2 separate regions of the Anser cygnoides genome follow, and region 1 is linked to region 2. A link is a contact called in public Hi-C data. All regions are on one chromosome and are shown on one strand. The core of a region is the stretch at or near the end of the contact, and the rest is flanking DNA. Distances in the headings are between cores, read along the strand shown. Region 1 overlaps CYP2W1 (cytochrome P450 family 2 subfamily W member 1). Region 2 holds the start of LOC125179617 (C-X-C chemokine receptor type 1-like).

Region 1 (6,922 bases), core at 504-3,003, 120 kb after region 2:
AAGCCCTTAAGCAGAACGTGGTTGTGCTGCAGGGAACTACAGTGATTCCTCTGCTCACCTCTGTGCTGCTGGATAAAACACAGTGGGAGACGCCAGATGAATTCAACCCAAACCATTTCCTTGATTCAGAAGGGAACTTCGTAAAGAAGAAAGCATTCCTGCCCTTCTCAACAGGTAACAAACGTGTGTGGTCTTGCACAGGGCTCTGAGCACCCAGTGCTCCACAGCATACAACAGTCAAGAGTCAGGATTGCCTCTAACAGAGTGCCTCTGTTAGGAACAGCACTGATATCACTGGTGGGAATGGTGTAGAAATATCTGCTCTGGGTCTCGATGAGTCGCAAACAGTCCCTCACACTGGGAGGCACACTGTGCTCTTCGGTTCAAAGGCACCACTGGGAACTACAGAGGACTCAACACCTTCAGGCAAGAGTTCTACCTTCCCTCTCCCTTGGGAAGGACAGTTTCTAGGTTATCCCAAATCAATTCCTTGCAGGCTCAGAGGGAAACAACCACGTTCAAATAGGTGTAGGAGACCAGTGGTGGTGGCTGCTGAATATCTCCCCATGCTGTTTTGCATTCCTACAGCCTGTTCTGTCCCTCACACTGTTGCTACTAAGCAGGAGGGAAGAGTTGTCTGGGGAGCCACCACTCTACAGACAACGATGCTTTTGGCATTGCAGGGCGGAGAAACTGCATTGGAGAAAGCCTTGCCACAGTGGAGCTCTTCATCTTCTTCACTGGCTTGATCCAGAAATTTACTTTTAAGCCTCCACCTGGGGTCAAAGAATCAGAGCTGGACACAACTGCAGAGGCTGGATTCACCATGAGACCCCATCCGCAGTGTGCCTGCGCTGTGCTACGCCCATAAGCCCAAGGCTCGGAGCTGAGGAAAATCCTTGTAATTGTTTTGTGCAGAGCCCAAGAGATGTACAAAGGAGAAACCAGATCCCTGTGCAGTAGATACAAGTAGTGTCTTCTTACTCAGAGCCTTTCAAGTACTGGCTTAATGCTTGAAATTTTTATTGAACAAATATTTTTCTAAGAAGCAGAGGAGAGCTGGTGGGTAAGGTTACCTGGAAAATACCAGCCAGATACATGGCTGGAAATGACAGAACCGTCACTACTTTACACATTAAATACACAATGTAAGAAAGTTATCCTTGTTCTGAGCTTCTGAGAGAGAATGTTTCTCAACTGTGGGTTATTTCTTCATTTGGAGTGCAATATTAGATACCAGTGTTGTCTCATCCTTGAATCCCTGCTGTTTTCCCATTCCTTGCTGTACATGTGATAAATTACTCCTCGATACTTGCACTTTTTATGTCTGAGGCATGTTCTTCCAACACTTTCCATTCTTCTGGGTTTGAATACCAGATGCAAACCCTGCACTTTTTAGGTTCCCTGTGCTCTGAGGGACCTCATCCCACCCCTTCATCACCGAAGACAATCGGACTCTCATTTACAGCAGCTCGCTTCTTCCTTGGTCTGAAATGCTGAGTGGAAGCCAGAAGGATTTGATAGTACTGCAGGGAGGTCCATTGAGTCATTGTCCCACAAAGTGTTTGAGCAGGTTAACCCCTGGGAGGGATCCTTGTCTGCTGCAGGATGAGAAGACTCCTATCCCCTGTGAACCATCTGATTCTCCCAGGATAACAGTAAATAAATAGTGCGTATATCTTTGCTCCCAGCCTTGCTCACAGGTGAACACAGTTGGACTAGAGATGCATAAAGCCTCACAACTTAGCTCTGCCCCCTTTAGAGAGCACTGTTTTGTAGCTGGCAGAGCATTTTAGCCCATTAAGGAGTGCAGGGCTGGGCTGTATGGGACTTGGAGGAATCGTGGTGCCATCTCGTGGCAAAAGGAAAACAGAAATGATATTCTGCACAGTGGTTATTGCTCTGGCCAGTGCATAAAGGGACTGCAAATAGAAGGCGGTCCTCATTTTACAAATCTGTACAGTTGCTGCAATCCTGACACCTGATCATTGCCCCTTCGAGAGCAGGAGCCCCTGGTCCCAGCATCAAGCAGCAGGCAGGGATGTGGGGCACGCTGCCCAGCCCGCTGCATGTGCCGTGAGCCACAGACACAGGGTGAGGTGGGGTTGTTCATATCTAATTTTCAATACCCAGCTACCTGTCCTGCCCCAAGATGTTTGCCTTCAATTCAGGATGGTGTGATGCAAGGCACAAACATGTTTTGCAGCCAGCAGGAAGACCCTCAGGGCCACTAAGGAATGTGGAAATGGTACTTCCACCCACTTATGAGCCCCGGGAGCCAATGTTTTCTGCTAGATAAATCTGTAGCTGAGTCATAATCAGTGTTCTGCCATCATTTCGCTGAAGAAATAAGTGAGAGACAGCACTTTCTTCTGTGGAGATGTATTCAGCTATCTAGTTTAGTGTGCTGGAGAGCAAGCAATCACTTCCATCTGTCTGCTAATACAGGTACAAGTAAGATACACGTATAAAGGAGTCAAGGGAACCTGTTTCCCTTGGATGTTTGCACCTAGAGGCTCATGGATCTCTTTGAGGCATGAATATTGCAAATTCTGCTGCTCTGCCTGACAGAGGAAGCCAGCAGGGAAGGTGATGTCTAAGAAGAGCAGGCTCTGGAGGCTGCTGTGCTTTTGGGAAGGGATCCACCTCTCTCCTTCCAAGCCAGGACACCCAAAGCCAGTGACAAGGGGTGAGGTCTGAGGTTCCACCAGTGAGTTAATGCAGATTTGAACCCAGCCCAGTTTTCTCCCCCAAACACTAGGTGGTTGCCACATCTGTCTTCTGAGTTTATATTACTTTTGAAGGGGGCTAGAGCAGGAACAGGCCTGGCCTCTCAGAAGCCAAAGGCAAAAGTCTATTTGGCTTCACTACCCTCATTGAGTTGATGTGTAGCTTGTTGCTCAGTTGCTTTACCTGTCTCCCCCCTGAAGAAGACCCCATTCTGTTGCCACCACTCCCCAAGAGAAACAGCGTCTGCAAGTGATGCTTTGGGAGGGCCAGAGCTGAGGTGAGAGACTCAAGGTCCAAGGTGCTATGCAGAGGGACAGCACTAGCATAGTGAAGATGTGGTGGGAACCTTTCATTCTGCCCCTGCAAGCAAGATGTGAAGGTTAGGCAAGGAAAAAGAAGGAAAAAACAAAGGCTGTCCTCAGGACTGACCAGTAGCCATAGCTGAGCTCAAAGGGAAAGCTCTTTGCCTTCGAGAAACCACTCTGCAGATATGGAGGGTCTCCTGCTGAGCACTTTGTTAGTAGGAACAGGGCATGCAGAACCTCTCACCCCCGAGATACGAGTTGAACTGCCAATATTCATTGTCATTCTTGGGCTCAGGATCAACCTTCATGTTCTGTGCAGCACAAAGTTGGGTGGCAGGCACATCAGATATAATGAAGACATGGGAAAATTAAAACTTTATTGGGTTCCCGTGAAGGGGGAGACAAACAGTGTGATAAAGTACATGATAGATAATGCATATGGAAAAGTAGCAATTCACAGGTGGTTGCGGATGGAAAATTGGCTGAGCTATACATCAACTGGAATAGGATTGCAGAGTGTGATGGAAGACGAGAGTGCTACAGGTAGGGTCAACAGCCAGATAAAGCTACAGAGCAAAGGAAAATAACGCAAACCAGGTCTCTTCTAATCCCTGATCCCAAGTCTCCTTGAGTGCGTGTATGCAATGTAGGCACCATGAAATTAGACTCTATTTACACGGTTGGTTCCAATGGCCAAAGTGTCCCAAATACCAGATTGATTCCCCAGGAGGTCCTGAGAGAGGGAAAGCATTTGCTGCTATTCAACACGGTCAGGAAAAACAGAGTCATAAAACTAGAAATCGGTCTCATTTATTTTCCTGTATCATTAGCCTTTTATGATCAGTTGCTGGTACAAATATTAACCGGTGTCAGAAATGTAGGTCTTCTTTCTTTCAGGCTGTGAAGCAGCATTGAACTTGGTGGTAGCAGCACTTGGCTCTCTAAACAGGTTCGCAGAGTTTGAGGTGTCTTTCAGCACTCTGTTCCAAGGCATAAAGAACTTCATCCCCAAATCACGTGAACTGGTCTGTTAATTTTCACTCTGTGTTTGATCTGGCTGCCTAGCCCGATATTATTTGCCTAGAAACTATGGATGGTTGGAGAGCTTGGTCCAGGAGGTTCCTACAGATGGTTCAACTGTGTGACCCACAGCATATTTCTGGGACTCCCTGTGAGTGTCAGTGTGTCTTTCCTAGGGATTTGGGGCAGATTTCTGCAATGTTATCAACCACGCTGCTTTGCTGTGGGAGCCTGGATGTCACACCTACATCTCATGGACTGCATGCATGTCACCAGACATCCTCCGTGGTCCTTCCAGCTGCTCCAGGCACAGCCTCCCTCTCTGGAGAAGTGTGTGTTGGTGAACCAGGATCACGGTTTGACATCGATCGTCTGCACCCCCTCACAGCTCGGGACCAACGAGCGGGTCAGTGACCTGTGGGGCAGATGTAGAGGTGGAGGGCAGTGGAGTGGGAGTGGTTGGAGACAGTGAGAAGGAAATACGAGCGTGATGTGTCAGGATGGGGGTGGCGAGTCCTAGCCTAGCTAAGTTGGGCCTTAGCAGCTTCCCTGCTTGCCTAGGGGGCTCTTCAGCGAGGCAGTGGTTATTCACGTAGGATAGCACAGGTTGCCTGAGGCCGAGGCCTTAACGTGAACGTTGTCTGGGGGACAGTGAGGTCCAAGTCAGACTCTGAAACTCCTGGCTGGGGTTGGAAAGTAAATGTCTGCAGCAATCCTACAAAGAAGACAAACAACTCCATCTTGGCCAGGCTTTCTCCGATGCAGTTCCTTCGCCCTGCAGAGGAAAGCAGTGGGTTTACTTGATGGAAATAACAAGTTAGAAACAGGAAACATAATGGAAACAGGAGTGAAACCTCTGAGGTGGCTTCAGAGCATTTCGGAGCAGAGCAGCCCAAGTTGCTAAAGGTAGCTGACCCGTCACACTGGCACCAAGTGGCAGCCATGTGGCAAGCTGCAGGGTTATTTTGTATTTATGATGTACCCTCTCCTCTCCTTACTTCGGAGGTTATCTTGTCTAATGAATGGAAGATCTCTTGCCTCATTAGGAAATGAATTGTTATCCTGCCTGTCACTTATATGCAAAGAGACTAAGTAAATCCCTTCCCCTCCCTTTGCCCTGTTCCCCTCCCTGCAAGACTGCCTGTTCAGATCTGTGAAGCAAAGACAGGCTCCTGTTCTGTGTATAAGGGTGCTTAGCACAGCAAGGCTGTGGATTAGGGTTGTAATTTTTGTGTTAGATAAGGAGTAGATCCTTTCCTTCACCAAATCACATGCATGGACTTAAGAGTCTTCCAATCCCCTCAGCATCTTTATCCGGTCCCTTTCTCTTGAAAAGCAGCCTGATAGAAAAATGCCACCTCTTCCCAAAGTGGAATGGTCAAAAACTCACTTCTCACTTTAATAAAGGATTGTGTTTCTCCTTTCCTACTCCCCCTTTGTGCTAGATTCCCAGCCCTTGCATGACGGTCCCTGTAGGGGTGAAGCACTTGGTGGACAGCGAGAACTGGCTTCCTAATGTCAGAAGGGTCTGGTGTTGTAGCACGTTCTGGAACACCTTCAAGCCATCGTGGCAGAGGAGCAGCTGGGAAGTGTAAGGTTACACAGGAGGATTTGTAGGATTTTACAGGAAGTCTCCCTTTGTAGTACTTATGGGCTCCTGTAGTGTTGAGATTTGTTAAAATCCCAGCAAGACTGCTCCATCCAGCTGTGCCCTCTTGTAATGCACACGGCTGTAGTCGTGGAGAGCACAGGCTGGGAGGCAGGCATTTCTGGAAATTAGCAGCCTTTGGAAGCATTTATGGCTGTCAGGAAGGCACTAAGTGATATTTCTTCTTTTAGGAAGGCTCAGGGGAGAGTTTCTGATACCTAACAACTGTTCCAGCCATTAGCTCAGTTTGAGTCCGAAGGGGGCTGGGTTTATGAGCCGCCAGGGAGAGAATGTTCATTGTATATTACAGGTGAAACTTAAAAAAAAAAAAGTTTGAGATGACCAAAATGGTAGACAAAGGTAGTGTCAGGAACAGAACCCAGTATGCCAAGTGCCCAATAACCCCCCTAACCACAGGGTGGATTCTTCCTCTAAAAGAAATGGTCTTGCTGGAATCCTTGGCAGCCCCAAAAAGGCACCACTTGGCTGAGAAGACCCCATTAGTGCACATTGCAATGAAATGATCCTGCTGTAGCCTCATCTCTGCAGGTCAGGGCTTTAGTCACCTGTGGAGAAGGGCAGGAAAGCCTCCCTCTTCACAAAATTCCCTTCAGCATCGAGGAAGTGGTTGGGGTTGAACTGGTGTGGTGTCTCCCACTGCGTCTTGTCCAGCAGCACAGAGGTGAGTGATGGGATTACGATTATACCCTGGAAGAAAATACATGAAAGTAGCTTTGTCAGTAAAATTCTTGGTAGGGCAGGAGTGACGGATTTGTTCCTCTGTTTTGCTTTATTTTCTGACACAGACGTTGTTGTCCCAGGAGATTTGACCCTGAAGGTTTTATCCCATCAGTCAACAGAGAGAGATATCAGTGAGATTTTCCCAGCAGTGCCAAGGATCGAAGCCAAATGCCACGTGACGCAGTGAAAACCTCAGGCAGATCCTGTAAATTCCCTGGCAGATGCTTCACTGTGCAGATAGCATCAAAGAGGTAAACCAGGGTCAGTCTTGGAGTGAGGAAGTGCTGAGCATGAGAGGGCCTGAATCGAGTCCTACAGTACTGTTCTCCATGGACTCAGCGTAGTCACTGGAGAGAAAGAAACTCTTCTGTGGGTAATTATGGACACTTACTTTGGGCTCCTGTCCTGTAGCTCCCTCTAAAGAGTCTGGTCTCTAGTGCTACCAGCAGAAATGAGGAGGAGCAGCCCAAAAATGGGT
Region 2 (7,434 bases), core at 4,469-6,968:
GAGCAGTCCTTGGCAGAAATCTCTCGAGTAATAGTATGAGAAGTATGAAAATCAGAACATACTGAGAGTTGAAATAACTGAAGTTGAAAAAAAATGACAGAACGCTACATGCAAGGTGGGTTGCTTTTAAGTAGTCAGGTCTAGGAATGACCGTAAATGACAAAAAAATCATGATGATGTTGCTGATGGTGAAGTGCAGAAGCAGTAAGTCTAATTGTTCCTTAGTTTTGTGTTGTAAATAATTCTTTATGAAAATGATCAAAATGCATATGCCAGATATTAATCCCATGGGCACAAAAAAGGCGATGTAGCAGTGCATGAGTCTTGAAATGATGTTCTGAGATGCTATGAACGCTTCAATTTCTTCTGGGGAGGTGGAAGCAAAGCTCTTGCTCGGGTAGCTGAGCCATGTCATGTTGTGAGAAGCCATCCCTCCTGCTGTACCCTGCTCGTCTGCGTGTAACCAGCTTTGGAACTGAAATGGAAGGAGAAACAGGTTTTAAAGTACAGTTTGTGTTGTCTCTGATTCGTTGCGTCAAATACTTTGTGTGGTCAGGAGGGTTTATTTAGAATAAATGCAGTGCTTATTTTGAGAGGGGTGAAACCACATCCTTAGGTTCATCTCAGCGTGCATGGCATTTCTAGCCAGAGAAATCGGGCAGTTCATTTTCCATCTGGCTCCTGCCCTCACCACCACCCTCTCCCTCATCCCCACCCAGCGCAGACAGGACCTGGGGTAGCTCCATGCAAACAGGGCCAGCCTTACAGCCTTACTCACTTTTAGTTTTGCTTCCTTTCTGTTACAGGAAAAAAAAAAACCTTTCACAACTGCAGTCTGTTGTACCGAGGAGCCCATGTAAAATTAATGTGGATGTTTAAGGACTGCGATGAAGTAACTGTGCTTTCATACAGAAATGTCTCTATGCATTAATAATGCTATAATTTCAAATGTAGCTGTTGCATAAAACTGCAGAAAAATATTTTCTGCACACTCAGATTTAAGAAAATGATTACTGGTGCATTATAAGCCTCTTGATAAAGTTTTAGCAAGGAACATTTTTTAGAGCTGAGTTATAAATGCCCGAAAATAGGGAATTTTAAGAGTAATAGGGATAGGCTCCTAGCTGTAATGACTCAAAGATACATTGATATAATAATTCTGCTACCACATAAATGTTTGGAGGATCCCTTTTTAAGCCAAAAAGCCTTGGAGGAAAACATTATGTATACTCAACAAAAACTGAGTGTAATAAATATGTGTATATAAATTTCCTATACCATCTACATGCACAACTGACATGCTTTCTGTAAGAAAATTTCCAAGTAGCTTGTACTGGTGGCTTCAGAAAATAACAGGCTTTTTTTTTTTTCAGTTATAAAGGACAAATATTTTTAAACATGACATAATGAACTGACTATTCCTAATGAGTTTTGAGTATCTGCTTAAGAATGTTCCTTAGTACTGAAAAAAATTACACACACGCACTTTTGCAGTGTAAAATACTGTTTTCTGGGAGAATAAAAAACAAGTCCTTTATTCGTAAGGATTTCAATTTTGTGTTAGAGTTGAGTGCTTTTACTTTGTTCTGTTGCATGCAAAGCTGGTCTGTACAAGCACTGTGTGTAGACAGTAAATCTGGCAGAGAGGACTAGAGTTCTCCTCACAGAAGTTTCTATACAGTCACGTTAATAACAAGAATGATATACGTACAGTTGTACATAATGCACTTTTCCATAAAGGGATGCCAGTGATTTCAACTCTTAACATGGAAGCAACTTTAAATTGGTAAAAGTTCTTAAAGATACATGAATGTTTTTAAGCAGTGTTCATTATAGATAAGTTGGGGTCTTAATGCTGTCTGACAGGTCATTTATGGCTGTTACCTCTGACACTACTTCATATTTCTAATCTCTCCTCAAAACTGGAATTCTAATACTGGTTTTAATTAGAAAAGCTGATTTACCAAAGTGTCTTCGATTAAGTGTATATATATAATCTCATATAATTATTTCATTTATATAAAACCACGGGGTTGTTTTGATTTAGCAGTGTTCTTTTTCCCTTTTTAAGGACAGAGTTTTTCCTTTCCAGAGGAGGCTGTTTTTGGGGAGGCTCCACTGTAGGAAAAAGCACCGATGCACACGGGGAAGTTTTGTTACAGGTCCGCTCACAGCAAGGGAAGGGTTGGCTGGGCAGAGCCTGGCAGTGGTCTGAGCTCTCTGCTTGGGTGCGCCACGTAGGAAAGCATCAGTAGGCAAAACTAGCACAAGTCTCTGAAGCAAACTGATAATTAAGAGTCAGCGTAGGTTTGAAGTTTAAAAACAGATTGTTAAATACAAACAATCTTGAGAAAAATGGGGTGGAAATCTTTTCAAAGATGCTAGGTTTGGGGAGGACATATGGCTTGTTAGTCGAGGAAATTTCTCTTAAATGTTTGCGTTAGAGCTTTTGTTTCTGTTGAGGTTATTTTCACTATGGACCACTAAGAAAACATCATGTTTGTATTAACATGTTCAAACTGAAGAGAGAGGACAACTAAAAAAGAAAAAAACAAAAAAACACAAAACCTCACAAATCTAGTCAGTTGATTGGCTCCTCGGTGTTTCTTTGTGCTGGTGAATTCCCCTTTCTAAATTTTAATTCCAGAGTATCTCTTTTTGAAAGAAAACCGACTAGTCTGAATTACGCTTAATTTTAGTTGGTAGTTTAAGAAGTTCAGAAAGATTTGGATCGTGTCCATGTAGAGTTAGATGCAAAGATTTTGTTTGGTGAACCATGAAATACCGAAGCGCTGGGGAAAAACATGCAGAACATTTCTCGTTAATCAAGTAGCTGCAATGCTGCCTTACTCCCCTTTGTTCTCTGTGGCTGTGCTTTTTATGCCTATCTGCATAAAAGTGGTCGACTGTGCTACTCGGTCAGCTGCAGCCAAACCTACTTCTCCTGGCCTCCACCTGCTGCTTTGATTTCTTTTGATTTCCTGGAAATCCAAAGGCCGTGAACTTCCAGCTTCTACAATTCATCTCTTAAATGCTGAGGAGAAAAATCGTGAGTGAAGCAGTGTAAGTCGAAGTTTAACCTACTGTTGGAAGACATCTGAGGCCTAGTGCGATTCTCAGCTTTGCAGAGGATGTGGCACCTCCTGAGCACCTGCAGCAAGCTTCTCGCTGTTACAAGTCAGCAGCCCACACAGTGGTTTTGGGAGGTTAAGGCATATTTACATTTTGAGAAGCTCTTCTCAGAGTCTCCAGGGTTACCTTCTAGGCCCGTTAACCCTTTTGCAGAACTGAACGTTTCCATTTAGTCCTGGCTCTGTGGAGGTTTCCGTGTCTTCTCAACAGCTCTCACCCCACGGGCCAGATCAGTACACTCAGCACAGGATCTGACACTAGTGTAGTACCATTCAACTTTTACAGTGGCATAATTGCAAAGGAAACAAAAGAAGTGGTTTTAGGTTCCACAGGAAATCATGAGGCCTTTCATCAAATTACAAGAAAAACAAGATGCCAACTCTTGTTTAAATTTGTTCAGGATCTGGCCTTGGTACTGATACTGACTTCATTTTTGACAGAAGCAAGGTATTTTTTATTTTATTTGGCTACTTTTTGGGTGTTTAAGACAAAGTAAGGGGCATTAAACTTCATAAAGCATGTTCCTGGAGTTGCAACTCACTGGGGAGTGGGTTAAACTAAACCAAAGTAATCCATTCAGCCTAGAAATAAACATTCACCTGGGGGAGAATAGCACTGCAATGATGTGTGCGTATTTATAAACGATGTAAGTAGTAAAATTTTGATAGAAGAAAAAAGAATAGGTGCAGTGTTTTAAAGGGAACTTCCAGAATATCGCTTTAGGATTATCCACATTAACAAAGTCGTACCAAAGCACCAAGCTGCTGGCGTCTTTGCAGTGTTTGGTCGGTATGTCCATAATGCTTGCTTGCAGTGAAAAAAAGTGTTTATCCACTCATTGGTCACTGAGACCAACATCAAACCAGCATGTCAAAGCTCTCGTGTGGAAACTGTGGCAGAACTTGTTTTTTTTCCTGGTTCTCCTCAGGTTAATTAATGGAAATCTGCACTACACTGTTTGCATCATCTTTCCCTGTATTATCTTACTCCAAAAGCGCGTTATCCCTTCTTCACCTCTGCTCCCCCACACTTTAAATTTAATTGTTTTAATGGACAATCATTTACATATCATTAATCCTTCCCTAACTCCACATGGCCTCACCGGTTACTCTTCAGGTTTTGCCTCTCCCTGGCACAGTTTCCCCACTGATGTCCGATCTGCCTTTGTGTCAGCTGTTGTTGACATGGATGCATTTGATTTTCACTTTCTGAACCACAGCTCGTACGTTCTCCTTCGCTTCCAACAGATGGAGCTGAGCAAATGAGCACAGCGTTCAGAGGGCAGCTTAAAAATAGCAAGTTGTGAAAAGTCGACTTCTCAGCGTTGAGAGGATCTAGTCTGAGGTTTCATTGTTTTGTTGCACACACCCACCCACACCACCCCATCTATTTGATGGTTAATTCTTGCAAATGGAGGGCTTGGTTTCAAGGAAACTTGTTGATTTAAAGTCTAGAAATAAGTGTTTCTAAAAAAGGGAGTTTCTGCCTGGCAACACGAACTCTTCCTCTATAAAAACCTTGGCAGGGCAGCCCTTCTGCGTTCTGCCACCAGCCTTTAGAAGGAAAAAATTCTTTCATCCACCAATAAAGCAACATATATAATACTTCTTGTGAAACTCGGCTCTTGGTGGGCATGTGCTGCATCACCCCGTGAAAACAATGCAGCAATTTGGTAGGTGGAGGATTAATGCATTCACGAATTTGTCCTTCCTAGGTCTGACAAGCTGGGGGTGGGAGTTGCACAATATGAAAGACTGAAGTCTAAAATACTATATTTATTTTTCTTGTGATGTCACCATGACAAAATTCCTACACTTTGGAAAGTATTTGAGGTTCAAGACTTGAGAAATCCCAATCTCAGTTTCTGAAAGCGATCAGTTTCTGAGAAACTGAAAGCTGCTATTTTTACTTTTCTACAATATAAGTGAGTCAGCAATAACCAAACATAATCTTCAAAGTAGCGTTGCTGACGTGTTTCCTGTGCTATGGAATTCTTACAGTGTGGCCAGGATTATCCAAAATTGTCCGTCTTTTAAGCGGCTACTGTTAGGCAGTCGGAGTCCCTGATCCAGACCACTGAATAGTATTTTATCATCTAGCTGCCGTCAGTTCAGTGGGAGTTCTGTATTTACCCGAAAGCAGTCATTAAATTTACTCTATTTAATGCTCAGCTTTATGAGGCTGTTTCCCAGAAACGGTATTTTATTTTGTGTAGTTCCAATCTCACTAAACAAGCAAACACTAACAACTTTAAATGACAACTGTAGCATCACAATTTGGTCCTCTCGTGATGAATAAAGCATTGCATATTCAAAGTAATATAAAGCACTTACCTTTTCAAGAAAGCGTTCCACAGATACAACCGGCTGAGATTTTCTCTGTGTAAAGTCAGACGAAATGTAATTATTGTTTGGAGGATATAGCCCTTTATATTTATGCAGAAAGCAGCGTGTATGTATTACAATCACTCCTTCAGCTGCTGTAAATAACGGTGAAAACTCCAGGCGCTGGCCGACTACAAAAACACACAGTTCTGCAAAGGAAACAGGAACTGGGCTTAAGTCATTCAAACCATACACGTTGCATGTTTAGCAAACCTATGGCTTCATCATGTGACTCAAGTTCAAATTATCCTCTGCAGTGAGATGTTTTAGAACAGAAAAGTAGTGTTTGTCCCAGCCATTTCTAAGTACGTGAGGCCATCCAGTGGTTTTTTGCCTGTTCATGAAGGAATCCTACGCATGCTGCCCAGCCTTTGCAATTACGTGTTTTTTTAACTATGCTGTTGTAAGTACTAGAGGTCTAGAAAGGAAAAGCTAGTTGAATAAATACCAAGCAACCCCCTTACGAAATGAGACAAAAACTTAACACAGAAGCACTCCATGTCAAAATTAAGAGCCCTTATTAAAATTAAGGTAATTTCTGTTTTTCCATGGGTTCTGGCTCTTGGAATGCTCCCAGTATTGTACACATGCAACAAATTATTTTTCCAGATGCTCTGCAATGACCATGAGGTGTTAAAAGGCAGGATTTTGGGTCTGTAGTATGTTTTGGGTCTGGCACAGGATCAGTCTTATTAGTGACTTTTCAAAAGTGTTCTTAAAACCTCAGGTACAAGTGCATGCAGCCTCGTTTGGAAAGCAGCGGCTGCATCGTGCTTTCTTGTATAAGCACAACCATGGGAAAGCACTTCCTTCTTGTAATCTTTTAATATTAATCAGTGCTTTCTGTCTTCATGGTGTTTTACCTGTTGCACTTTAATGAGCTTTATTGATAAACACGTGAAAAGAGCCCAAATGCTTCAATGAAATGAAATTAAACAAATATACTTGAGCCTAGATTTCAGATTCCAGCATTGCAGGTTGCCTGGAGAAAATATGTCAGCACTAGGTCTACATTTCTGCCCAAAGGCAGGTATTACTGCTCCAAACACTTCTTGGAAACTAGAGAAACAAGTGCATGGCTGGTCGTGGGTTGCAGCAGCGGCGCAGAGATGTTTTAGCTTTCAGATAAAAGGTTCAAGTTTCCAAAACAGCTCTTCAGTAGTTCAGTGGGGCTCTGTGAAACGTGGTTTCCAAAGAGCGTACACGTTATTCAGAATACCCCGACTCCCAAGTTGGTTTTGGTTCTGATCATCTTAACATAGTTGTTTGTTAGACTGAGTGGGTCGTTTCCCTTTCATTTGAAATAGTTCCTCCAAATTGCTACTGAAAAGCCTGAAGCTGGCTGTGTGGTGTACCTGTTGGGTATATGGCATTTGGGTTTGAGGCGCACCCAAATCCTGGTGCCTTTTGTTGCTATCAGTTTTATGCAGTTAACAAGGACAGAGAAAAAATGCATTAAGCATGCAAGTCAGGCAAATATTTTTTTACTGTTGATTTTCCATGAAAGATGCAAATTTGAAATGTCACCTTATTCTTTCTAGGACTTGGCTGTGCGGAGAACACACTGAACTGTGTAAATAACCAACCTATTGTTCTGCAAATAGCAAGAAAATTTCAGAAAGTATTTGGTCCTTGTCTGGAGGGTACTAAATTGACTTTTTAGACTCCAGAACAGATCATGTGCTTATGCTGAACAGTTTTGGCATCACTTTGTTGCTGCTTTCCACTGAAGCGCGCTGGATGGGCATGTGATTGATCTCCTCTGCTTGGCTCAATTTTTGGCTGAGGGCCACCAGTGACCAGCTGGGGTTTGTACTTTCTGAGGGTTGCACTGGGTGGGTGTACACAAGGATATCTGACTGCACCTTTTGGGGTTATTAGTAAAATACAGGAGAATCACAGTCTACACCAAAATTTT

What was found. Hi-C and Micro-C count contacts between places; a contact is called where the count stands out from the background.
Region 1: a Hi-C map of fetal liver shows a contact between it and region 2, with 2.5 times the contacts expected there. The contact joins the enhancer-like site here to the promoter of LOC125179617 in region 2. A contact is called at or near these places in 5 of 7 Hi-C or Micro-C datasets (fetal liver, granulosa cells and liver).

The regions. Positions count from the first base shown.
Region 1 is chr15:6,174,543-6,181,464 of Taihu_goose_T2T_genome, forward strand. CYP2W1 (cytochrome P450 family 2 subfamily W member 1) reads left to right here. Exons shown (of 18, transcript XR_010825040.1): 13 at 6,510-6,695. It overlaps LOC106033533 (cytochrome P450 2W1-like), which reads right to left. Exons shown (of 9, transcript XM_013177121.3): 8 at 6,270-6,411; 9 at 3,830-4,830. The coding sequence ends at 4,640. Among named protein-coding and RNA genes, the nearest start is that of CYP2W1, 27 kb to the left of the region's middle. Within about 2 kb of position 1,754, at least 1 of the 3 cell types and tissues checked has open chromatin away from gene starts, as enhancers often do. A contact at or near this core is called in fetal liver, where this site is marked.
Region 2 is chr15:6,049,417-6,056,850 of Taihu_goose_T2T_genome, forward strand. It overlaps LOC125179617 (C-X-C chemokine receptor type 1-like), which reads right to left and starts at 5,719. Exons shown (of 2, transcript XM_048063657.2): 1 at 5,466-5,719; 2 at 1-475. The coding sequence starts at 430. All of the region lies in intron 2 of C15H7orf50 (chromosome 15 C7orf50 homolog), which reads left to right.